Linked DNA regions of Mus musculus: region 2 is linked to region 1. A link is a contact called in public HiChIP or PLAC-seq data. All regions are on one chromosome and are shown on one strand. Each heading gives the region's core, a stretch centred on a gene start, on an enhancer-like site or on the middle of the called end of the contact. The rest is flanking DNA. Distances are from core to core; before and after follow the strand shown. Region 1 has its middle 66 kb from the start of E130114P18Rik. Region 2 has its middle 31 kb from the start of Gm38709.

Region 1 (4,818 bases), core at 1,661-4,160:
CAGGTGGAACACCACTACCTAGGCATACATCTGTGTCTCCCACTTTCTAAACAGCAAGCCTAGGGCACAGTAAGCATTCAAGAAATTGCTGAAAAGAACAAAAGAGTTCAAAGATGTGAGTGTGTCTGCTGTGGTGTGGAGATTTTACTTCACTATTTATACCAAATATTGGGACATTGGGAAAGACTATGGTCATCTTGTAGAAAATTGAACAGTAGCTAATGTTTGTGAGTAGCTTATTTGTTAGGTATTGTGCTAAGAGACTGCGAGATGTGTTCTTTCACTTAATCTCCAAAGCAGAAATCACTTTCATGACTGTCTTTCCATTCCCATATGAGACAAATAGTCCAGATTTTCCTTGTACTAGAATCACAGTTTTGAGCACAGAGCTAAATGCTTAATTGACCCAAACCATCCTCCTGCCAGTCTTTTCTCCAAATCATCAGGACTGAATGGGGGTATGTGATGGGGGGGGGGGGGAGGGGGTTACGACTTTGACGAAGAAGGTCCCTGAGGGCCAGATACACACGAAGCAGATCTTTGCAGTTTGTTAGTACATCCCTTAGAGAGCTGGGCATGTTCTTAGATTCCAGATCTTTTGACTAGAGAAGAGAGTAGTGGACTAGTCTCTGAAAAACTCGTAATATGAACCAAGTAAATTTGACTATGAGGAGATCATTGCCACTGTTACCGATTAGTACAAGTCATCAGATGCCAAGGTTGCTCATGCGGAGACCAGTTCACCTGTAGGAAATCTCCATTTGAACTTACTTGGTGAATCATTTTGAAACATATTTTTACACTAGGAAAAGATGTTGGTAATTATCCCCTAGTTTCTGTATTATTATTATTATAAGAAGGCTTTTTTTAAAGCTTAAAATGAATGGATGTTACCATAAATGAAAATTTATATAGATTAGATTACATAAAAGTGAACAACTTCATGTAAAACACATTTTACATAAAACTAGAGAGCAAACAAAAACCTAAGGAACCGTCTGCCACAAATGTAAACTGAGGTAATGCTCTTAATATATAAAGGTCTTGATAAAATAAACCTTGGTGACGTATGGGTCACCAAGTATGGCGTGTCTATATAATAAAACATTGACTAGTTGCCCAAATGATTCTTTAAAAGGGTATTCAGAGCATAGAGATCTAACCATTTAAATGCTGAATCTACAAAGCAAGCTGTACAATCATGTTCATCAAAATAAGGAGAAGTGCCCACTCATGGCTCTGTGTGCACTGAATGCTTTATCTCCTTAGGCCCCCAAACAACTGAATTGGGCACTTACTTCTGATGTTTTCATTTTGTATTTGAGGAATATGAAGCCCAGAGAAGTTGAGTAACTTGCCCAGTCACATCCAACAAATTCATTGGAGCTGGGATCCAAATCCAGGTGTGTGTGTGTGTGTGTGTGTGTGTGTGTGTGTGTGTGTGTGTGTGTGTGTGTGTATGTGTGTGTGTCTGCAAAGTTGTAACTCTAAGTTTCTACAGGCTGTTTATAACCCAGTGCTGTCTGGGGCTTTGTCTTCAGGCCTTTATATCTATCTTTATACCTTGAAGGCAATTAACACTTGCTCAGCTGTAGGACGTTTAGTAATTGATTGATTGGGAGACTAGCTTTAAAAAGATAGATGGGGATGTCCTGGACAATGTGTGGCCCTTCCCCAGTTTCAGTTTCCCCAGATAAAAAGTGTGGTGGGGAATCATAAGGATGTGTGCTGAGAGGGCTTAGAATCGTGCCTAGAATGGAAGGGATTCAGGACATGACTGGTGACAGAATTGAATGGCATCAGACCTCTGTAATACATGACCAGAGAGAACTTTTACATTTAACACCATTGTAAAAACTGATCTAGTGTTAATAGTCTTTGAGATATGAGGGTATGAAAGTTTAAGTCTGCCTTTCAGTGACCACTCTATGCCCCCTGCCCCTAGAAGAGGGATTGTTCCAAATCTTGTATTTTCAGCAATTTAGATAACTTCTTTCAGTAATTAGGAACTGTGAGAGGTGATGCTAAACCAGGGAGAAAAAAGAAAAATATGGAAGTCTAAGGAAGGTGCGTCTGAATGCCTCTGTTGCTTAGTGCAACATCAGCGTGCAAGAGAATTCTCTGAGTGCTCTCGCCATAGCCTAGAGAGCTCTTCAAAAGTGTTCCTTTACCCACACATGCTTTGCAGTCCACTGTAAGGAGAAATGGCCACTTTTCAGATTAAGTGGGCAGAAACCAAGTCAGCAATAGTCCTCTAAAAGGAACTTGGTGACCAGGGTAAGCAGAGAACGCAGGCCTCTCTAAGAAACCTCAGAGACCTTTAGTCATAATAAGAACTGAAACTCTGAACTGATTATAAAGATCTAGGGGACCCTATCCATATTTGACTCACCCTTGCTCCTGTGTCTAGTAACCACTCACCAGGAATCTGAGGAAGAACCAAGAGAACAGGAAAGAGTCTCTGTGTGCATTAGAAACTATCTGCCATTGGGACAGTCCACCTTCTATATTTAAAGTTTAGCATTTCATCCAGATGCTGGTTGCAAACTTTACAGAGATCCTTGTGCTCAGAGAAGCTGGGAAACTTGACTTAGACGGTTAGATGCTTTGTAGAGCAGACCCAACAGTGAGCTCGCCTATTGTCACTGAGTGGACCAGAGCAGGTAACAGAATGTATTGAGGGATCTTGTCCTTAGTCCTGTACTTACTATTTCGAGTCTCTCTGGAGAATGTACAGACATCATCAGACTGGTCAGGGAAGGATGGCGCTGTTCTTGTCTCAGAGGAAATGACCAATGAGTTAATTTTGGATTGGAGCTGTTTGCTCCGGGATCCGGCACAGGTGGCCTGTGTATAGCAGAAGAAGGATTGCTTATGTTCAGATAGAATGGGATTTAGCCCCATGTGGGTCAGCGTGCCTGTTGCCTAGGAAAGGGCACCTTGGACGCCTCTCAGTTGGAAGATATTATCTCCAGATGGAGTCCTCTGCCTGCTGGCAAAGTCACCAGCATTATTTGGTAATATTTTGATGTGCTATTTATATGGAAAGGGGCTTTATTGGCATATCTTTCACATCATGCACAAACAGCTCTAACTTTTCTTCCTAAAAGGGGTGGCAGCAATGAAGATGGCAAAGCTTGGAAAGGGATCAGGGCAAAGAATTGGCCAGCTATGAGCTCAGGCCCAACACCATGTGTCCTGGCCAGAGAGCCCAGGCCTAGCCTTGATTTGCATTCAGGCTGCATCTCTGGCTGCTGAAGCTGGACTCGCCTGTCACTCTGACGAATCTGGCAAGAGCTCCAGACTCAGGGCTTCAATGAACGGGAAACACTTCTCAGGGCTGGAATGGGGGCAGGGAGGGCTTGGGAGAATTAGCCCAGGATTTCATGTCATGCGTTTGCCTGTTCATTGTCTCCATTTGGGAAACAACTTAAAAGCAAACAAAGAGCTTCACATTATTTTAGTAACCCCGGGAAAACTTCTACAGCTCCTCTTGGAAATGTGTATAGCATTGTTTGAAACCTCTCTCTCTCTCTCTCTCCCTCCCTCCCTCCCTCTCTTTCTCTCTCTCCACTTTAGTCAGCACAAATTTGGAGGCAGAACCAACCCTCGTAATAGCGTATCTCATGCTGCTATCAATTTTCCGCCAGAAGAACATTTTGGGACACAAAGTCCTTTGTCTATTTCCAGAAGCTCAATTCAATGACATTACATGAATGACTACAACACTATAGCATGTTCTGCACCGTTTCAAATTGTAACCTAAAAAAAGAGAAGAACTTGGAACTCCGCCAGAGCATAATGATTTCAGCTCTTAAGAAAATCCAGCAACCATTCCGCTACTCTCAATATTTTCTTGCTGTGGAAATTTAAGAATAGGCTCTAATCAAATAGCACCCCCATCCTCCATTTTGCCATGGTTCCTGTTACTAACCAGCCTCCCATGTCTGTTTTAGGTTAAAAAATAAATAAGTTTACAATACGTTTTTTTTTTTTTTTTTTTTTAAAAAAAAAAACTGGGCTGAATCAGACAATTGTATATTTTAGAAAATGAAGGCAAAATGTAAAACGGGCTAATCATGATTCCAAATTCAATCTTCAGGTCTCTAATTGATCCCATCCCAAAGGTAACATTCTATGCTAATTGACATGCTGAGATGGTTACAATTATGTAAAGTAAAACTAGGCCTGTTGGAAACTGTATGTCTTCATGAAGCACGGGAGATGGCCAGATTTTATAATAGTTGACTGCAAAAGGATGCAACCACTTTGCTCACATTTCCTCCTTTGGTTTGGCCCTTGTACATGTGCAATAAGCCCCCCGCCCAACCCTTCAATAAAGTATAGATTTCAAGGGGAATGTGACGTCATTATATTTTCCTTGGGATTGGGCGAAGCATGGTAGAAGGAGTCAGAATTTTCAGGGTTCACTTTGTAAGTCAGTTAAAAGGAAGAGGAAAAAAAAAAAAAACAAACGAAGCCTAACGTTCCATATTTATTGGCAGAATGATTTTTCTGTGCGTTTGTGACCACACACACGAGCGTGCTCAGCCTCGATAGGAAACAGATGGCAGTAGAGCGGATGCTGCCCCAGGTGGACCCACAGCATTTGCAGATTCTGTAAGGCCTGAGCAACAACTCCTCAGTATTGGCCAGAAGGTGCCCTCATCCTCACTCAGACCCCCTCAATCCTTTCCCTCTCTGGTGAGCACCCTGGATGGTCGGCCAGGACTCCCCAGGGTGAGACTGGATGTTGAGAAGGCAGGAAAGCAGGAGGCCTGTTTATGCAATCAAGAGAGGGAGCAGCCTCCTTCGATG
Region 2 (4,818 bases), core at 1,145-3,644, 96 kb before region 1:
ATTTTTTTTTTTTTAATAATGAAATGATGCAAGAAAGCTCAAAGAGAATGTGTCTCAACTCAGACATTTCCTCCATGAAATTACAGCCTTCATTCTAGAATTTTAATGTTTATGAATTCATCTTCTTTTGGTATTGCTCCATAAATAAGTGACTTGAGGAAGCACTTTAGGAAAGTTGGGAGTTACAGTGTGTGACCTCATTTTATGCACAGCCACATAAAGACAGGTTTACAAGAGACAGCACTGTTTTGGGGGTGACGGGACCTACTTTGTTGTCATGTTTCTACATTATGGAAACACATGTCTGTCAGTGTAAGTGAGTTTGTCTCCAATGGTCTTCAGTAAAGAAAATGCAAAGCAATCAGGGACCTCTAAGGCACTCTGAAACTTGTCAACTTTCTTTGTGTCACGTGTGTTGAACAAGGCCTTAGGTCAATGTCAGGGAAGCCATGAGAAAGTGAATAGTTACTAAATCAAAGTGGCTTTTTTTTTTTAACAGACAGCTGTGAGACTTGTCTGAGACTCCTGACCCCAGCTCCTGATCATGAGGATGGAGCCATCTGCAAAGTCATTGCTGAGAGCCCAATAAACAGTGTCACACATTACTGGTTTTAGAAGGACCAATTTCATGGGACAGTTGCTGAGAAAGGCAGTTGCTATATGCTTGTACTAGAAACCTCGGTATTTTCACATCATTTAAACGCTACATAAATGTGGGCATAGAGGGACTCCTGAGTGTTTGACACAGCAGAGCTGATGGCATGAACACAAGATGGGCCTCACTCAAGAGTTTACTTGAGGAGCCTAGACCTCTGCACCCAAGAAGTCTAGGGATCTTGGCAACAACTTTGAAATCATCTAAATAAAAAATGATGGTTATAATAATTCTAAAAGCACTAGTGGTCAAGTTCATTGCTTGTTGGAACTCATAAGAGGCATACACAGAATTTAGACAGACCAGACTAGCTCCAAACTATTCATCCCACTTTATCTAATGGTTTTTTCAGCCCCTCCCCCAGCCTTCTCAGTCTGGGCTTGATTTTTCTTTATACAACCTTCTTCCCACAGAGGCTTCTTTTTCTTGGCACCTCAAACTTCATTTGTATTGCAAGTCTTGTCCACACAGAGACCTTCTGAGATAACAGCTACTTCCTTGGTCTCATCTTATTTGTATCCATCTATTTGGATACCATATTCATTTCATCCCTAGTTTTGAGCTTACCTCTTAGCTTGTGTTTTTTTTTTTTTTTTCTATTCTTTACTGTAATAATGGGGTCTGGTTCAGTGCAATACATAAGCTTGCTGTTTCTTCTTCTTCTTCTTCTTCTTCTTCTTCTTCTTCTTCTTCTTCTTCTTCTTCTTCTTCTTCTTCTTCTTCTTCTTCTTCTTCAAAAAAAAAAAAAAAAAAAAAATGCCGGTTGCCTGTAAGGCATCCAGACTCACCCTCCTCAACCCTCTCCCCGAGGTAAAGCTAGTGCAGAAAATGAGCAGAAGAGTCCAGGTTTCTTTTCTTGGTCCCTTTTCAGTCAGATGCTGCTCCAAACATAAAAGGTGAAAGACTGGGGGGACAGCAAGATTGTCCAAAGAAAAGTCTCAAGTGTGATTTTATCAACTCCATAAATCCAACTGCTTGCCATGAACCTGTTGACCTTTTGGAATGAACTAAGCTCTTGGACTGGCATCCAGACTGAGATAGTGGAAACATTCCTATCTGGGGCTGAGGGTAAAACTGAGGAGACAGCTATGGTGCCAAGTGTGTGTGTGTGTGTGTGTGTGTGGGGGGGGGGGGGGGTTGGGTTGGGCAGGTTCCGAGGAAGACAATTTCCTGGGAACTCCAGTGCTATGCTTCCCAAGAGTGACAATGTCCACCGTGCAGAGGAAGCTCCAGCTGGTTAGTCAGTGGCATATTACTATGGCAGCACGTGGGGGGAGGTGCCGGGGGAGTATCCTAGGCTAGGTGCCGGTCTTTGAGTCTGTTAGCCTTTCTGGGGTGATTTGGCCAGTGAGCTTTTCAAGAGTACTAACCTATAAACGTGGTTCTAGCCTGGGGAGCTGGGCGTCGCTCTACATCCCCTCACCTCTCCTTGTGCCCTTTGCGGGGAAGGTGGTATGTCCACTCAGACTCGCACCCGCTTTCATCTGCAGCCTGCCGATTTTGCAGGGCATCTTACGGGGGGCTTGGGACCCTGGTCCAGTAAGGAGGGCCCGGGAGGAGTCACCCGTGCCCCAGACTTTCTGTACAGCGGGGTGGCGCACTCAGCGCGCGCGTTGGAAAGGTTCATTTTAAGAGTTTCAGGGCCTCGGTTTGGTGATCCGATCGGGTGACAACTTTCATCCCAGAGCCTCTCTTGTGACCCGGCGGCCTCAAGCGGACACCAGAGGGCGCCGCTTTAATGTGCTTCAGCCCGGGATCCTCGAAGGGGGCGCAGAAGTAGAGTCGGGCTAGGGATCCAGTTCTCTGTAACCTGATGGGCGCGATCCGATAATCTGCGGGACCCCTCTGGGAGCATCCTTTTTGTTTTTCCGCCTTGGGCGCGTAAAGCGGGGTGTAGGGCACCCCGAGGCCAGGTCCCCTGTTCCCACTTTGCAAGATCAACTACAGGAGCTCATACCGGGTCTTTTCACTACCTGAGGGTTCCTTGCAGAGCTGTCAGGGTGAGAAAGGAGGAGAGGTCCCTGACTGAAGCCTCGCCCCCTCTAACTGCTAAGGAACATGCCTGCAGGCGTTGAACCGAGAGCGACTAATTAATTTCCCAGCACTTGTGCAGAATACTTTAGAATGGAAAAAATGAAGGTTTTCGATGAAAATGAAGCTTGATGGTGTGCACCTGCCACTAATGCACGATGCACCGTAACTTCCCTCATTAGAGAGATGGCTTGGGTTGAGAACAAGTCATATAGTGAAAATCACTTCAACACGTGCCTGTTCATATGCATAAACTCCTGTGTACCAGATGGCAAAATATAATGACATCTTAAACAGCTAATTGCATAAACCTTGTAATGCAGATAATTGCTGTACCAAAGTAGGAGTTAATAATTTCCCACTGTATTGCCTGGCTTCAGAGTAATCCTTAAGGAAAGTTGTGACAATTCTAACACACTAAAGTTCACCAAGCGGTAATTAAAACTAGCACTTATATCATTTGACTTTCAAACCCTTAATTATGTTTTGGAAGAACTGCTATGTGGAAACCCAGAAGTTGTAGATGATTATAACATTTGATGCCTGTGATTCGTCCGTTTTCCTTTGCAGGTCTCATGTGGCATAAGATTAGAGAAGCCATTGGGGATATGTTATATTCTCCAAAATGATTCCCAGAGTGGAAGGCCTGCATTTTGGTGCGTGATTGGTTAATTCCCACCCCCAGTAGATCTGTGGATTATTGCCAATGTGTACTTATTCAAGGGGCCACTTCAATGATAACTTTACCGTTACATTACATTTACATTAAACATTACAGCCTTACCATGTGACTGACACCTTTAAAAACACTTTGCAGGTATCTCATCTAATCCTCGACACAACTATCACAAATGTACCCTGACTACTGTCCTTCTTCGATGAGGGAACCCAGATAAGGACTAGTAAATTATTTCCTCAAAGTCACTGATCTGAAGACACCACAAACCACAGAATCCACACTGTTTACCATTATTTTTAACGGTCCCATTATTTACAATAGGACCTGAGCATTTCAACATTCCCATTTTATTTTCTAATAGTATTTAGAAATAAAATTCGTATGTAATAATTGAATTATTAATGCAACTTGGCAGGTAAATATCTTTGTTGAATTTAATTTCTCATCTATTTCCATGATACTTCCCCATGGAAAATAATCTGTGGTTTATACAAAGTGGTTGTCCATTAGTAAACAACCAAGAAGAGCACACCCATAGAACTAGATTTTCATTTTCCTAAAACATAGTTTAAAAGATAGATATACCTTAGTGTTTTTATCTCTCCATTTGACAAAGAATAAAATTAGCTTATGGTATATTAAAAAAGCACATACAATAACACACCCAGAACACAATGCTCCGTACAAGACACACACAGTGTTGTCTTTTCTCTCTTTATGTTGATATTATAGATTTTCTCTTTTTGTCGTTTTGAGCAGATAAGATGAGGGATGCCAGCTGTCTCCTCAGCATGCAGCCACCCTTGGAGACTCCCTTCTGTGAGTTATGTGCCCATCTCCTCCACAGTTGCTCCTACATTAAGTCCTTAATTTAGAGGGAGGAATTTCAGCTTTGAGGTCAGGAGCTCAGCACGCTTATTCTTTTTCCACTATGACTTTGCAGAGTGACCTTGGATAAGACACTCGATGGCCATGAAATTCAGCTTCTTTACCCAAAACACAAAAGCCCTGGCTTGTCACACATGTCCCTCCTAGTTCCGTCCTTCTGGGATGTTATGCAGCTGTTTCTCATCTAACTTTTTTTATTTTAAAATGGGAATAAGACTACTAGGTTGCACTCTCAGTAATACAAGGAAGAATCTGAGATGTTTGGCTCAACCAGAAAAATGTCTGTAGGGAAAAGACTTAATTTAGGAAGCATTTCTTTGATAGCTGTTATTTTCTGGTGTAGCACTCAAGGAATAAAGGGAAATGTGACATAATCCTTGACATCAGCAGTTTCTGATATAGCTAGTGACAGGCAGAGGAGTATAACTATGCAGTGGCACGATGGCGGCCATGATACGTAGCATATTATGAAGTAGAAACATGTTATTTACATGGTGGGGCAATTTCATGGCAGAGGTGACACCTGAGCTGCATTTTGAAGGACAAGTCAGAGCTGGTACACCGT

What was found. HiChIP or PLAC-seq counts read pairs in DNA pulled down with a chosen protein or histone mark.
Region 2: a contact with region 1 is called in an H3K27ac HiChIP or PLAC-seq map of neural progenitor cells, with 9 times the contacts expected there. The contact joins two enhancer-like sites. A contact is called at or near these places in 8 of 484 Hi-C or Micro-C datasets (the AtT-20 cell line, CD4 T cells, brown adipocytes and 4 more) and 7 of 115 datasets of contacts at active chromatin or transcription factors (astrocytes, double positive thymocytes, embryonic forebrain and 4 more).

Annotation. Positions count from the first base shown.
Region 1 is chr4:97,647,918-97,652,735 of GRCm38.p6, reverse strand. It overlaps a transcript of Nfia not described here. Among named protein-coding and RNA genes, the nearest start is that of E130114P18Rik, 66 kb to the right of the region's middle. Within about 2 kb of position 2,910, at least 108 of the 459 cell types and tissues checked have an H3K27ac peak or open chromatin away from gene starts, as enhancers often do. A contact at or near this core is called in cerebellum, cerebral cortex, heart atrium and 2 more, where this site is marked.
Region 2 is chr4:97,743,552-97,748,369 of GRCm38.p6, reverse strand. It overlaps a transcript of Nfia not described here. Among named protein-coding and RNA genes, the nearest start is that of Gm38709, 31 kb to the left of the region's middle. Within about 2 kb of position 2,394, at least 43 of the 459 cell types and tissues checked have an H3K27ac peak or open chromatin away from gene starts, as enhancers often do. A contact at or near this core is called in cerebellum, cerebral cortex, heart atrium and 2 more, where this site is marked.